Regions from separate parts of the Gasterosteus aculeatus genome. Here region 1 is linked to region 2. Evidence: chromatin contacts called from public Hi-C data. All regions are on one chromosome and are shown on one strand. Each heading gives the region's core, a stretch centred on a gene start, on an enhancer-like site or on the middle of the called end of the contact. The rest is flanking DNA. Distances are from core to core; before and after follow the strand shown. Region 1 overlaps LOC120828759 (rho GTPase-activating protein 6). Region 2 overlaps LOC120828759 (rho GTPase-activating protein 6).

The links. Hi-C and Micro-C count contacts between places; a contact is called where the count stands out from the background.
Region 1: a Hi-C map of whole body shows a contact between it and region 2, with 5 times the contacts expected there. The contact joins two enhancer-like sites. A contact is called at or near these places in 4 of 6 Hi-C or Micro-C datasets (skeletal muscle, tail fin and whole body).

Annotation. Positions count from the first base shown.
Region 1 is chr1:24,774,362-24,781,525 of fGasAcu3.hap1.1, reverse strand. It overlaps LOC120828759 (rho GTPase-activating protein 6), which reads right to left. Exons shown (of 14, transcript XM_040192320.2): 12 at 6,872-7,125; 13 at 6,641-6,724; 14 at 3,144-5,835. The coding sequence ends at 5,270. Among protein-coding and RNA genes, the nearest start is that of LOC120828768, 16 kb to the left of the region's middle. Within about 2 kb of position 2,430, at least 3 of the 9 cell types and tissues checked have open chromatin away from gene starts, as enhancers often do.
Region 2 is chr1:24,735,894-24,742,899 of fGasAcu3.hap1.1, reverse strand. The region is part of intron 1 of LOC120828759 (rho GTPase-activating protein 6); the gene reads right to left. Among protein-coding and RNA genes, the nearest start is that of LOC120828782, 5.9 kb to the right of the region's middle. Within about 2 kb of position 2,034, at least 3 of the 9 cell types and tissues checked have open chromatin away from gene starts, as enhancers often do.

The DNA.
Region 1 (7,164 bases), core at 1,181-3,680, 38 kb before region 2:
AGACGCTGGTGTGCTTTCTTTACCAGGGATGAGGTGTTGAGGGTCCAAGAGAGGTCCTTAGAGATGTGGACACCCAGGAACTTGAAGCTGGCGACACGCTCAACCTCCGTCCCGTTGATATGGATGGGGATGTGTGTGCCAGTTTTCTTCCGGAAGTCCACAATTAGCTCCTTGGTCTTCTTGGTGTTGAGGGCCAGGTTGTTGTCGGCGCACCACACCGCCAGGTGCTGGACCTCCTCTCTGTCGGCCGACTCATCGTTGTCACTGATGAGGCAAATCACCGTTGTGTCGTCTGCATACTTGACAATGGTATTAGAACCGTGTACAGGTGTGCAGTCACAGGTGAAGAGGGAGTAGAGACAGTCAAGGCCAGTGTGATGTCCTTCACATCTGGCTTCAAGAATGCTTGCTGTATGTCTACAAACAGCTTGTCCAATATCCCGCTGTGATGTGGTCTTATTGCACCTGTGTTGGGTATCTTTAAATCCGTCACGTGGCGGCAACGACGCAGGGAAGAGATGAAACATGACCTCGGAAAAGATTTGCCTGGATTGAATGATTTCACCGTGAATACACGTCAGTACTCTTTTTATATATACATATAGAACAAGCCCATATGGGCAATTGGATGTTGAACTTCTCTCCATCAGTAGGAGCTGCGGAGCGAGGCTGTGTGTGGGTGTTGATGTGGATGTGAACATGGCTACTGCATGCCACAATGCTCCCGAGGGCAGATCAGCCACGGTCGGTCGGACAGGGTCACATGGCCGCAGTCGTAGCGTACAGGAATATATGCAAACACTGCAAAAACTGGGGGTAACAAAGCATCTTCTGGGCGCCGTCGCCGCACACGCAGGCCTCGATCCACTTTAGTCATAGTAGAGTTGTTTCTGTTATTTCTGTTATCTCGGTCATCTTGACTCATATGGAACTGACATTTGATTATATATAGTTTACCGCTTTGTGGCTTTCGATGGCATTTGTCCCATCACCAGCAGCACTTTCCCTTTGATTATCATTACCTTAAGGATAGAACTAAATATCAAATCAACTATGAAAGTTCAGACAGTGAATCTAATCTTCTAACATGTATTATGGGATGGCGGCTGACTGTTAGTGTTTTTTTTTTCTTCTTTTCATTAACGACATTCGTAAACAGAGTGAAGGGGAACCTTTTTGTTACTTTCATTACTTGGTGGAAGGACAGCTGGCTGCCATATTTTTCCCACACTGCTCCATCACTAAGAGCCGATCGCATTCAGCGAACTCTCGTACTCGCAATTACAAGTGTCTCTCTGCAGATGAGCTCGCGCATACCTATTTGCTCATGTGCCTTTTTCTGGCAAATGGCCTTTTTTGGGGGAGGGGGGGGTTGCGTTACTCTGTGCCAAGTCATTAGCCCTCTGAAATAAGGAAGCTTTTGTTTTGTTGTCATGGTCCGCAAAATTCTTTTTAAAATCCAGGCTCGCGTCCAGGAACCCGACAAAAAGAAATAGAAGAGGCGCGCACAGTGTACAGTGTCTTAAACAAAAGTGCCTCTGTTCGCTTTCACTGATCACGATTTACCAGAACCTCCTTTGACCCAACGCGACATGCTCGTTTCAACCGGTACACAGCAGAAGCTTTAATTGGTGTTGTGAGGGAGGGACCCTGGAGTGAGGGGCTTTCTTCCAATAAATATTGGGGGCGGGGCTTAGTGGGGTAGTTGACAAAAAGGGGAGACGAATGGAGCTTAATACAAAACTCCCGGGGCTTTTCTGTGTGAATCCCATCGCCTGATCCAAGACAAGATTCAAATGACTTTCTAAAGTTTTATCCAGTTCTGATTAGAACTCTGTGAAGCTGCTCGGGAGACTAACGGCTAAATGGACTTTGTTCTCATTACCCCCCCCCCCCCCCCCTCCCTCAGTCCAGCAGAAAGCAAGTGTTCATACCAATCATCTCCATTTCAATTATCAGTTCTGTCAGTCTCACTCGCTCTCACTCCGAGTTGGACGCACACATTGCTCATCAATTACATATCCCGGTGTGTCTTTCGGTCTGCTAGTAGCTAATTACACTTTTCTGGGGGGGTCTGTAAGGTGATTTAATATGCTATCAGGCAGAGCCGAGGGGGATTGAAACCATTGAAGCCATGAAGTCTTTTTAATCTTCCTCTTTTTATTTCCCCCATTTGCTTTTTTCCCTTTTATCTCTGCTTCACCAAACCTTTATTCTAGACCTACATGCATTTATCGTCCACATAACTCGGTTTTGTTTTGATCATTCTTAATTAGCGGTGAGTTTGGAGATCTCAAAGGCATCAACGAAGCCTTGATCTCAAGCCCGGTGTCCGCTTCAGAAAGCCATCCGAGGCTCGTTACTGACCTCTAGTGGCTTAACTAGGAGATCACAACCAACACGTCACACATGGTCTGAGCTGTAAAAACATTCCTGCACACATCTGATCAATGCACATTGGGTGACAATAAATCCACAGGACTACCTCTAAATCTCCAGGAGGCCTCTGCTTGTAGTTCTCTGGAGTTCCCCTGCAGGACTGTGACATCATTTCTCCACGTGGGGCTCTACAATTTAGGAATACTGAGCTGGCTCGAAATCTGTCATGTGGAGAGTGGCGTGTCCATTCGGGCGCCGCCCACATCAAGTGATCCACCTTTGTACAACATACTACAGCGTCGTGTTAATCGGCACGCGCCGCCCCTTTTGTTGGCCTTCTTTCGCCACATGTGCTTCTATTTGTGGAGACGACTCATCTGACCATCTTGACATTTTCCCCACTGTTCTGTTGAGTGGCTTTCTGTGTTTTTCAGTCGTTATAAAGGGCTTCGTGCTCTCTGCCGGGTCTTTGGAGGTGAAGTTCTGAAGCTGCTTCACTTTGACATTTCCGGCTGAGTGTCTTTTTTTTTTTTGTCTTTGTTCCATTTGTCCTTGCAGCTGAAGGTAGAGGACTTGCTGTCGGGGTTTGGGCTGAGAATTACATCCTTCTCTCATTCTCTCAAAGAGCCATCAGGGCGACGCTTTGAGGAGCCGTCCAGTTGGAGTTTCAAATTGCAAAATGCAACTTTGCATATTACACAGTGTACAATAAGAATATAAAATGATGTATCGTATGATTGAAGTATTGACTTCAACAACTTGTGTAAACTTTATCATATTTAATTTCATTGTAGCAAGGTGATACGCGGTACAAAAGCAATTACCAGACATTCCATTACAACTTGGACCCAGTAAATACCACAGAAAATATCCACAATAAAACAACATTTCTCTTAGTTTCATGGTCAAGGTCAAGACAAAGCTAGCACATTTGGGATTATTTCTTTTTTACTCCTTGAATAAAAATTGTTACACTGAAGTTATATATTACAACACACAACCGAAAACAGTAAGTAATACAAACAAATTCACAAAAAATATGAACCTTGAGCAATGCACGTAGAGACCATTTTTAAGAGCGAGACCTGCAGCAAGTTTATTTCCCCCCGCCTAGCTTTACAGAAGGTGCTTTTAATCAGAGGGGTCCCATGGAAACGGTGATGGACGGTGGTCTGACACTAGGTGGCGCCGAAAGCCTTGCCGGGGTCCTTCCACTGCTTTACCGCATTACGAAGACAAAGAAGACATCGGGTTCCACACAATGCTGACGTGGCTGCAGATATTACACCATAGCTTGAGAAAACGTGAACTATTTGTCCAGCAAATACCCACTTGACTGACATTTGAGGATTTGGACTGGTCGGTTGTGGGTGTGTGTTTTGATTTAGCAACAATACTGGAATTGAAGTGGGGAAAAGAAATGTAGCAAACTTTGTCTTTTTTTTTATTGGCAACCCAGTTGGACCTCTGCAGAGTCATTAAATCTTTTGGAATTTTTTAGAGAGAGGCTAAGACATTCAGTCCAGCACGAGAGCACAGACTGATCAGTCGACAGTTGACATCGTAGCTACTGCTTCTTAACCCAAATCTGTAATAGTAAAGCTGTTTTTTATAATAGTTTTTTTATATCTTTGAAAAATATTTTTAGTGGAAATTCACAGCACTATTCATGCTGATTTTGGTAAATGTAGTTTGTGACCAGATGTATGTCAAATAATACGTTCAACAACCAGATGGATGGGGTTTTTCTGTACAATTGTCGATAAAACACTGTATTACTCGTTAGAAGATGCATTTAGACACCTGACAGTTTATCAGATTCTCTAAATTCTGAGAAAGGATCTGAATCCAGAAAGGATTTATTTAAAATGACTATTTGGCATATTACCTAAGATTGGTTCCTCGGTATACATGACATTGTAGTAAACAATAACCAGTAGGGCTTTTAATTCATAGTATACTAATGTTGTAAATGAGCCTTTGTGGCTCTTCCACTGAAGGTTTTTTCTTTTTTTCCACAAAATGAACAATTGGATGAAATGACAACTGTATGATCAATATCCTGAAAATAAGAGACTTTGGCACAATTTTGGCACAGTGGACCTGCAGTGCAGCTCGTGGCAAAAGCACATTTAAACAAACTTACAGGCAAGTACTTTATAATTTACGTTGAAATATTTCTGCCCAAAGTGAAATATTCTGCATTCAATATTACAAAATACAATTCAGCCGTCTGGAAAACTCCAACATTTTGATTGTCAGTTAAAGGGCATTTACTTTTGGCAGATTGGCAATTTACATACATGTGTGTATGCGTGTTCAGTATGTTTGTGTATACATATATCATATCATATATCAACCGCTATCTGGCGCTAAAGTAATCCAACGTTTGAACTTTTGGACGTGAGCGGCTGAACTGCGACACCAGACACACAGACATTCTACACTTAGCAGTGCTTACTAATGGGTACGTGTTAGTGTCGATGAAAAAAAGAGTAAAAGATTATAAATGGAAAATATAACAAACTAAAGAAACAAATGCTTCTCCATGGAGATATGAAGACTGAAGTCACTGCGAATAGAAAATAAGGGCGTGGTGACATTCTGAGGCGTTGGGAACAGAGAGTTCTTTTGAGGTATATCTGGCGGCCATCAAATCGTAACATAACGGGAAAAGAGGAAACAGGCAACATCCATTTTAAAACAAGAAATACTAGTGGCTCTTGGATGTAAAAGTCCGTATAAGGCAGCAGCTGCACACGTAAACGACAACGGCACGGCGCCGGGGGTGCGGGGCGAAGCACGGAGGCTTGACGGGGAAAGGATGAAATGAGAGGGGAGGGGTCACGCCGCGAGAATCTCCGCTGCGATCAACTCCGCCAGTCTGAGGTCACACCAGCGTCTCTGGCAGCGCGTCGGCACTCTCCGAGGACAGCAGCTGCCAGATCTGCCACCGGTCCCTCTGCCAGTCCTGCCACTCCGGGCCCTGGGACGCCATTTGGCTCTCCGCTGCCGAGGCCCGAGGCCCGGCGTGCTGCGGAGGGAGCCGCTGGGCCGGCTGAGGTGAGCTGTGCGAACTGGCCACGCGGCGGCGGGCCGCGTAAGGGGGCGGCGAGCGGCTGTCGTTGCCCCCGGCGTTCCCCCCGGCGTTCCCCCCGCCTTGAAGCCTGGCGGGCGGCTTGAGTGGCACGTGTCCGCTCGCTCGGTGGAGCCCCCTGGCGCTGTTGAGGTGCGGCGTGGCGCGGGGGTCAGCTTCGAGCGCCGCGTGCGGCGGTCCCGGCTCCACGTGGGGGGCGGTGCACGATCTGGCCACCGGCGGGTGGGGTCGGCACTCGCCCACGCCGGGCGCTGTCTCTGTTCGTCGCAGCATTGCTTGCTGCTGCCCGTCGCCATGGAGTCCGTCAAGACCTTCCTGCGAGCTGCGGGAGCTTCCCTCTGACATGTTGCCATGGGAACCTGGAAGCAGAACATCCACGCCATCAGCAGATTTAATTATAGTTTGGTGAATAACAAGGGAGGCATGCGTCACTAGTTTGTGCTAAAAGAAATGTCAAAAGTAAAGCTTTAGATGACGAACGGCAAAGCTCTCGACAGCCTTCAGCGGAAAGAAGAGAAAATTCCTAGTTGTTCTTGTGTTGTTGAGGTAGGGTAAGGTAAACTCACCTTCAAACTCTTAGGAATAATTTGGACTGAATAGAATGAATTTAAAAATATGGGAATGTGGGTCTTTATTCAGACAGTGTTGCCGAGCACATTCACTCGGTATCACGTGGGATCCAGTTGCTAAGCAAACGATCACCAAAATACACAAAACAACAAACAAAGCAGCACTTTTTAATAATATGCAGCTTTCTGTTCCCCCCTTAAAATACCGAAGCCAGAGAAGCTCCGACTTGCATTTCACCGTTAACTCATCAGCTCTGTTTGGTCCTCCGTGTGTTTTTTGGCCTTTGCTAAAAAGTGTAATCACACTGGAGCTTCTGGCTTTGATGGAAAAATGGACATAAGCACCGCCGTGTGCAAATTCTCTGGACTCATGTGCATCACATATTTACTAACTTGTCGGAGTTGTGTTTGGAGCATTTTCAAACGGATAAATGGAGATTTTAGCCAAGACCGTTTTGAACGGTGTCAAGCATTCATATATTTGTTCGTGAGGATATTGGAAGTTGGTTCTGGCTCGGTGAAGGAGCTCCAATAACCAGCACCAGGTGTCGAGCGCTCACCGATCTGGCTCTTCACCAGCAAGAAAAAAGTCTACCTGTGTATCCGTGGTCCTTGTGTGTTGGTTTAAGTGTTGTGTGCCACGTCCCCCAAATGTTAGCGTGCTCTTCTGATATAGCGTCTAAGGGCAGAAGAAAAAGAGAGGTCAAACTCCTGTTGCACACCGGACCCTCAGACTCGGCCCGTGTTATTCCTTATGCAGGCCCATCTAAAAGAAGAAAGTGAGGCCAGATAACGAAGAAGTGAATCCTCCGCCACTGGGACTCACCTTTGCTTCCCCATGTGTCGGCCCCGGACTCCCTGCTCCAGCCGGCCACCTGCCCCACCAGGGCGTACTGCTCCGGGACGCAGAAGAGCGGCTCGCCGCCCGGGCTCCCCGGTTCCCCGCCCCTCCGCTCGCTCAGGACCGGGGAGTTGTTGTCGTAGGGCGACACCTCGCCACTGGACACCTTGTTGGAGTCGCTGGAGGAGCGTCGCTCGCCGAGGGAGAAGGGCTCCTCTGGCGGCAACAGATCGGGACTCCTGGGGATTTATTGCAGAAAGTTGAAGGGAGGCGGAGCG
Region 2 (7,006 bases), core at 785-3,284:
TAGTTATTCAAAAGCATAAATACTCCCTGTAAGTGGCACCGTGCATCATGTTAAACAGCCATGATGACAGGACTCAGGATGAGTGGTGGTCAGAGCGTTTTGCACCTCTCACCATTATTGCTACTTTCGGCTCTACGTATTATTTCAGTCCACGTTCCCCGTGTCTGATTTTTCCATTGCCGAGAAACTCGCACCGACTGCGTCAGAGCCTTTGAAAATATAAACTATCCCCTGATGCTTACGTTCGAGAAAAGGATGCTTCCTTTGTTCTCGCTCGTACGGTCGGGTACGGTGGCGTGTTTACATCGTTGAGCGGTCGCCGTGGCGACAGACGGAACCTGACGGGCCGCAGAGAGGAGAGCTTGCAGGGCCGGATCCGGGACAAGGCAAGTGGCGTTGCGTTATGCTCACATCCGCACGTCTTCTTCGGAGATTGGAGATGGTGAGTGCAGCAGCTTTTAAGGTGTCAAGACAAGAGCTCTCAAAGCAGCCACATTCATGGCGCACTGTTTAATGTGTTTATGCGTCGCCGTCTGACTTTGAAGGCCCTCGAACGTGGATAATGGCGTCAGATGTCACATGGGCATTGACAAGGCCAAGGAGTTTACCACCATCCCGCTCGCCGATGTGGTCCTGTAAACGCACTCAATGAGCCAAATCCAGGCGTCTGTTTGGTTCTGTTATGATGGCGCGGCGAGCGGAGAGCCGGGTGGAAAGATTTAATAACTTCATAAAACCCAGAACACATGAGTACGTGCAGGTAAACATTCAAAAGTACAAATTGTGAGCGCACACAGAGAGAGAGAGACACACACACACACACACCCCTCCACTGTATGACTGCGGTAGAGTCCATTAAATCTCCATTAACACGGAGCCTCCCTGCTAGCCCGAGCTAATCCAACCCAGGTGTGTGTGTGTTTTCACCCCATCCCTCTCCTGCTCCCTCATTCTCTGTCTCCCCCTCTACTTTCTCTGTCTTTTACTCTCTTCGCCCCTCCTCCTTTCCCCTTTCCATATCTCCGCTCCAACCAGGGTCCCCATTTCCCACGCTCTGCCCTGGACCTGGCCGCTCTGCAGCCTCCTGCAATTAAGTCAAATCAAGGCAAATTTCGGGCTCTCAGCGGGGAAAAGCCGACCGACACACCTCATTGTTAATCTTCTTAAGCTCAGGCATCTCCACAGTCACCTACGGGCTGGAAAAGACAGCCGCAGAATTCTCCTCTTTCAGGCGATTCAGCAAAGGGGCTTCACTGGGTATTTAAGTGTCACTCCCGCATGCAGGGCATCCACACCTGGGCTGCCACGTCCAGCCTAAGCTCAAGTATTTGCGCTGTGTGTTCAGTCTGAATAATTAGGCCGAAAGGTGACGTGACATCAGGGTTCTAGGCAGAGGGACCTGAAAGGCAGAAACATGTACATGAACATGGATGATGGCCTTTTTTATGCTGGGAACTGTACGAGTCCGACACTCTCTTCCCAGGCCTTTTCGCAATAGTCATGGTGGCCGTCGCTGCTCATGCCAACCGCCACCCGCTTCTTGCTTTGTTGATCGCAAACAAACCACGGCTTCTGTAACCGGACGCATCATTTCCTGCGCTGGTGGGATTTTTCCAGGGAAAGACCTACTTGACGCCAGGTGTCCAGAGAGGTAAAAGCCCTTTCCTGAGCTGGCACCGGGCTGCTGCGCTTTTGTGCTTTAGCAATCATCCATAGAGAACGTGGAGAGTAGCATAAACATATTTTAGTATCCTAATTGTGTGCTTAAACATTTGACTAGAAGTCCGAAGGTTCTCTTTAAACACCTTTAGAAAAAAAAGGTCTATGACAATTGCGCTTTGTTCGTCTGTGGAGACTAAATACATTATGTACACACTGTCTTTCTGACACAGACAAATGTTCTGGGAAGGTACTCTGCAGGAGAGAATATGATCTCTGCTTGGAAGTGACGACGTCCCCCACTAAAGCAGTACAAACACACATTGTTGTGTTTGTGAGTGTGTGTGTGTGTGTGCGTGCGTGTGGATCAGTGTGTGGGCATATGTGAGTGTGTGTGTGGCTATGTGGGTGTTGGTGACAGTCCAAACAACTCCACTCCACTGGAGATGTCTTATGAGAATACTTGCAAATGTGTAACGATAACAATGTGTGCCCACGTTTACCAGAAGGTTTTATTGGTTGAATTGTTTTAACAGAGTGGACCTTTCATGGGGAAACCTGTGCATCGCTGATGCTGTGAGCGCCCTGCTAACGACCACGCTTCCAATCAGGTTTACGTGTATAAATGTTTGCGGTCTGCAGCGAGATGTCGGCCTGTTAAAATATCCTTTTAAAGCGAACACATTCCAGGGCCTGGGATCAAACTGTTTGGGTTTCTCCTCCATGTCCAATGCATTTTAAACAGTTTTATTTGGCCCCAGTGCTGTAAAATATGCTCTGCATGCAGCTGGTATCAGCTATTGTAATGTTTTTGTAAGATACTTATGACATAGGGAGGCCGAGGAGACAGATGTGCGCAGCTGTGACGGGCCGCAATGCAGCCCACCCACATTTTTTGTGTCATTGATCATCATTTTGTGTGCATGTGGGTGTCCAGAATGGGAGATTTTTAGAAGCTGGCCACCACTCTCTAGTGGCAAGAACATCTCATTACATTTTAATCTGCACTTTCACTGCAATGTATTTTCACGTATTATTATACTGCTGTGCTGCAATAAAATAATACAAAAATAGAGCACCATAGAGTGTTTTGGTACATTATAGACGACATTGATATTAGGTTAACAATAGGAAAACTGAAAAATGACAGTAATGTACTGGCAGACCTTCTGCCGGTTGTCAGCAAAATTAAAACTTACTACTAGACGAACATATTGTGAAGTACATCACAGGAGGTACACTTATCAGTAACCTGCCAGTATGTTTACCTGCATGACAATAATACACTAAGGAGGAATTTCTTGGAACGTCATAATCAAGACTGTATTGTGGCATTTGTTTTGGGGTTAGGAAATGAAACAACATGCACTTGGAACGGTAAAGTGGGAACAAAAACTCCCTTTTCATTTTAATATTTTGAAATTTCTCTGGTGAATTAGTTTTTGATGAGAGAAGATATTTCACTTCTGTCCACTAGGTGGCGATAAGACCCTCTGAATACTAACGCTCATTCAGCTTTCTCAGACTCTTTCTCTTTACCTCTGACTTAGATTAAAAACACATCATATTGCAGCTGCAGCTACACATATAAACTGCACAATCCTCAACACAGACACACACACCTGCAACCGATATGACTCTTCCCGCCTGCCTCTGGAACTTGAGTGTTCCTCCGCTGAGCTATTTTTCTATTAATAGCAACAGAGCTCCGGCTGTATCCAAAATGCCTGCTGTCTCATTCCGTTTTGCTCCCCCGCTGGAGCAGGCCAGAAAGGTCCCCGCGCTCTTTGCTTTCGAGGGGCCCGCAGTCGCGTACAAAGCCGACAAGGATCTGCTTTCACAAGAGCGTGTCAGTCATTTTGTCCGTTTGAGCGATAAACAGATGTTGATCGGTTGGACAGTACAGCGTGTCTGCGCCCACGTCCGTTGAGGACCTGACCATAACACGACCTGACCTCTAATCCTAACCCTGACCTCCGGACACCTTTGGAAATGAATGAAAGATTCCTCGGGTCCCAGCTGGGATGTTGTGAATTGTCTACAAATGGAAGTTTGGCCTGAGAGGCCATCCGAACGCCAGGATCCATCCTCTGGGCTAGTTTTAGGGACTAAATTGAGTTTAGTTTAGTTCAGTGGAAACTGCATAAACAATTCTCTCTGTAAAGACGAGTTTTACGCGGTGGAGTGAAAGACGACACCCATTTGGCCCCTGAGCTCCTCAGGCAGGTCACTTCAAACGAGAACAAATCTGTGGGAGGGCGAAACTCAAATCCCTCTTGTCATATGTTTTTATTTTTTTATTTTGATTACAGAGAATGAGGCAACGTAGCCAGGTTGTCTTGAGAAGTGAGGCAAGGAAAGCCAGTAACGGACAGGATGAAAAACAAAACCAAGGCAGAAAAAGTGACGGGCGGGTGAAGAGGACAGGAAGTTGGGGGGGAGGGGGAGGGGGGGTCACTATGTAGTTGCAAACCCTTTTTTTCAACAGGAGCCCTGGGGCCCTCGGCATGAAGCTCTGACCTGGAATTCCAAATAAATAATTCCTTAAACCTCCCCACTGAAGGAGACCAGCACAAGCAAATGCACAATTGCTCCAAAACCGTGGCCTGTTTGGACTCATCTTGCACATATTCAAAGGCACGTTTGATCAGCAGACGTGATTCGACGAGGTGAAATCACACACACTCACAGGTGCACACCAAAAGTGGACCCACTCGCAGGTATTCGCTCAGCTTAGCTTCTCGGAGTAGCCTAAATTTGTGCGTGTGTGAGCGGGAACATTCCGTTAATCCTCACTAAATACAGCATGAAGCCGCCCCGTTCGGTAATAAAGGAGCAGGCGAGGGGAGACGTGGCACCGAGGTCAGACGCTCTGCGGCGTATCCGAGTAATTAATATCCACAGGACTTAGCGGGGGCAGAGCAGAAAAGACAACACAAACAACGCAGAGGGGTTTTCACTGAAGGCCTCGGCTGCACTCAGATGTGCCAAAAACTGTAGCCGGAACAAATCAAACCCCCAAATTAGATTTGTTTTTTTGGGCATATTTTTCAGTCTTGGGGACGGGGCGTGAAAAGGCAGCGTGTCTATAACCCCATAATAGGATCTCTTGATTGATATCTTTCTCCGAGATGGGCGATTATTTCTGGCCGGTACTTTGTTTGTACTTAGCTTGACACTATTAATCTGATGGTCGAAAAAAAACACTTAAACCACAATAAACCAGCGGATGACGTCACAGTGACTTAGTTACAGTGACTAACCCTGTTACTGATCTAAGATTAGACAAAGAGCGGAGATGTTGCAGACGTTTCACCCGGTGGGATTGTACTTTAACCACGGTTACACTAATTGACGTGAATGAGAAAATAGACATTTAAAACAGCGTGGCAGAAGTGAGAGGATCTAGTAGCTGCTTTCCCCCGATAGCCCGTGATCAAACCACGCTAGAAAGGAGCTTAGTGGACACACGGGTCACTGTAACACACACATACACAATGTGAAGGCCATTAGGTCATCCAGCCACCATGTTGGGGTTCTCTCCACCACACACACACACACACACACAGACAGATAGACACCCGAATGTAACTCAACACTGCTGCTTTCTCACTGGACGAGAGCTTTAATGTGCACCAGACAGAGAGATTTTGGCTGCGGAAATTAATGTTTACTTCTGGGCCGCCTCTTCGTTTTTCACTCCGTTGTTGAGAAAGAACATGCGAGATGGCTGGAACCGAAAAAAAAAAGTTGTGGCAAACAAACCCTGCCCGCTGTTTCATGTGGTTCTTTTCAGCGGACACAAACTCGTATCGTGTTTTTCATGCACAAATAAGAGGACGCGCATCACGTCTCATTGGAAGCAAAAGTGGATTACATTTGTCTTGATGGCACAAATGCCCAGAACAAACTAAGCCTGCCATGTCTGAGAAATTAAGATGTTTTTATGAAAAGCAAAAATCCTTCCGGCCTGTTTGCTGGTCGTGCGTGTTAAAAGCCAGGCCCGTTAAACTTAATAAGAGCCGTAATCCAACTACAGCCCCATGCAGACCTACGGCCATGAATCCAGAGCTTCTCCCGGGAGAGGAACGGTACTAGAACATGCTGCACATGGCACACAGGCCATCTATACCATGATGGTAAGCTGCACGCTGAAAAGGTGACTTTTAAGGACCACGTCGAACCGAGCCGCTTCAGAGTCGGGAGCGCTGCGAGCCAAGAACGTCCACCTGCAGTTCGTCACGCTTTCAGTGTTTTGACAAAAGCTCTCGCAGCGGCGTGATGACATCCGCCCGCTTTACGCACCGTAATCCAGCCGCTCTGCACACTTTCGAGTTAAAAAGAAAGCTGTTTTTTCTCATTAAGTGAGACTTTGCAAATCCTTGGCTTGAAGCCTCCAAGGCGATGTGTGGATTTTTCTTTTTTTTTTTTTGTTCTTTTTAAGTTTGTATTTTTTGGTGAGAGCATTCCAAAGATGTCAAAACCGTCAAGGTCTCGTTCCTCCAACGCAGCCTCCTCACTTTGAGGGAACTCAGGGAGGAAATCAGGGAGGAAAGGCAAAACGGATAGCTGCTGGGTTCACAAGTTCAGGCCTTTGGGTTTGCGAGAGCAAGCGAGGCTGTTCTGAGAAAGGAGGACGATGCCTATAAAAATGTCAAATGTACATTTGGTTTTGGCGGATGGGTTTCTTTTTGTGTGTTCCATTGCTTCTGATGTTCTGCGTTTCAGCTTAGCTCGTCATTGGAGTCGAGATTCGCGTTGAGGAAAAGGGAGAGTAATGAACTAGGAATAATCCTCGTCTGGTGAGCAAAAACACAAAACGACCCGTGTCGACGTCGCGCCTTATATGGCTCAACGCTCGAGCTGCGGCAAACATGTGCAGCAGTTCATACTGAAATGTTTGACGAAGCACAGAGGCGGCATTAGAATACGTGAAGCGCGAACCCCACCTGCTTGGAAGAAACCATTGTAAAAGGTTGGAAAACAGATGTAGTTGGTACTCGATATTACACCCGGCATGTGGGAGATTCTATCACAGATAGTTCTCGCTACCGAGGAGCCAACAAACCGTCAACAGTCAATTTGTGACCGTAGTGGTTGTTGCGTTTGGACAACATTTGCAGAATGCAGGTAACGTTACCTTTTAAAGAAAAGCTCCGCCGTTTTTACTAGTTCAGCAGTTTTGAGGTGAGCGTCGGCCGAACCGAGGTCATTCGGGTTCCGTCCTCCGGGTACCATGAATGTGAGTGCAAAGAATTGCCCGACGACGAAGCTCCGAACCTCGACGACCTGCCGCCACGACATCGTCGTCATCTAGCAGCGGGATCTGTTTGAACGGCGGAGATGT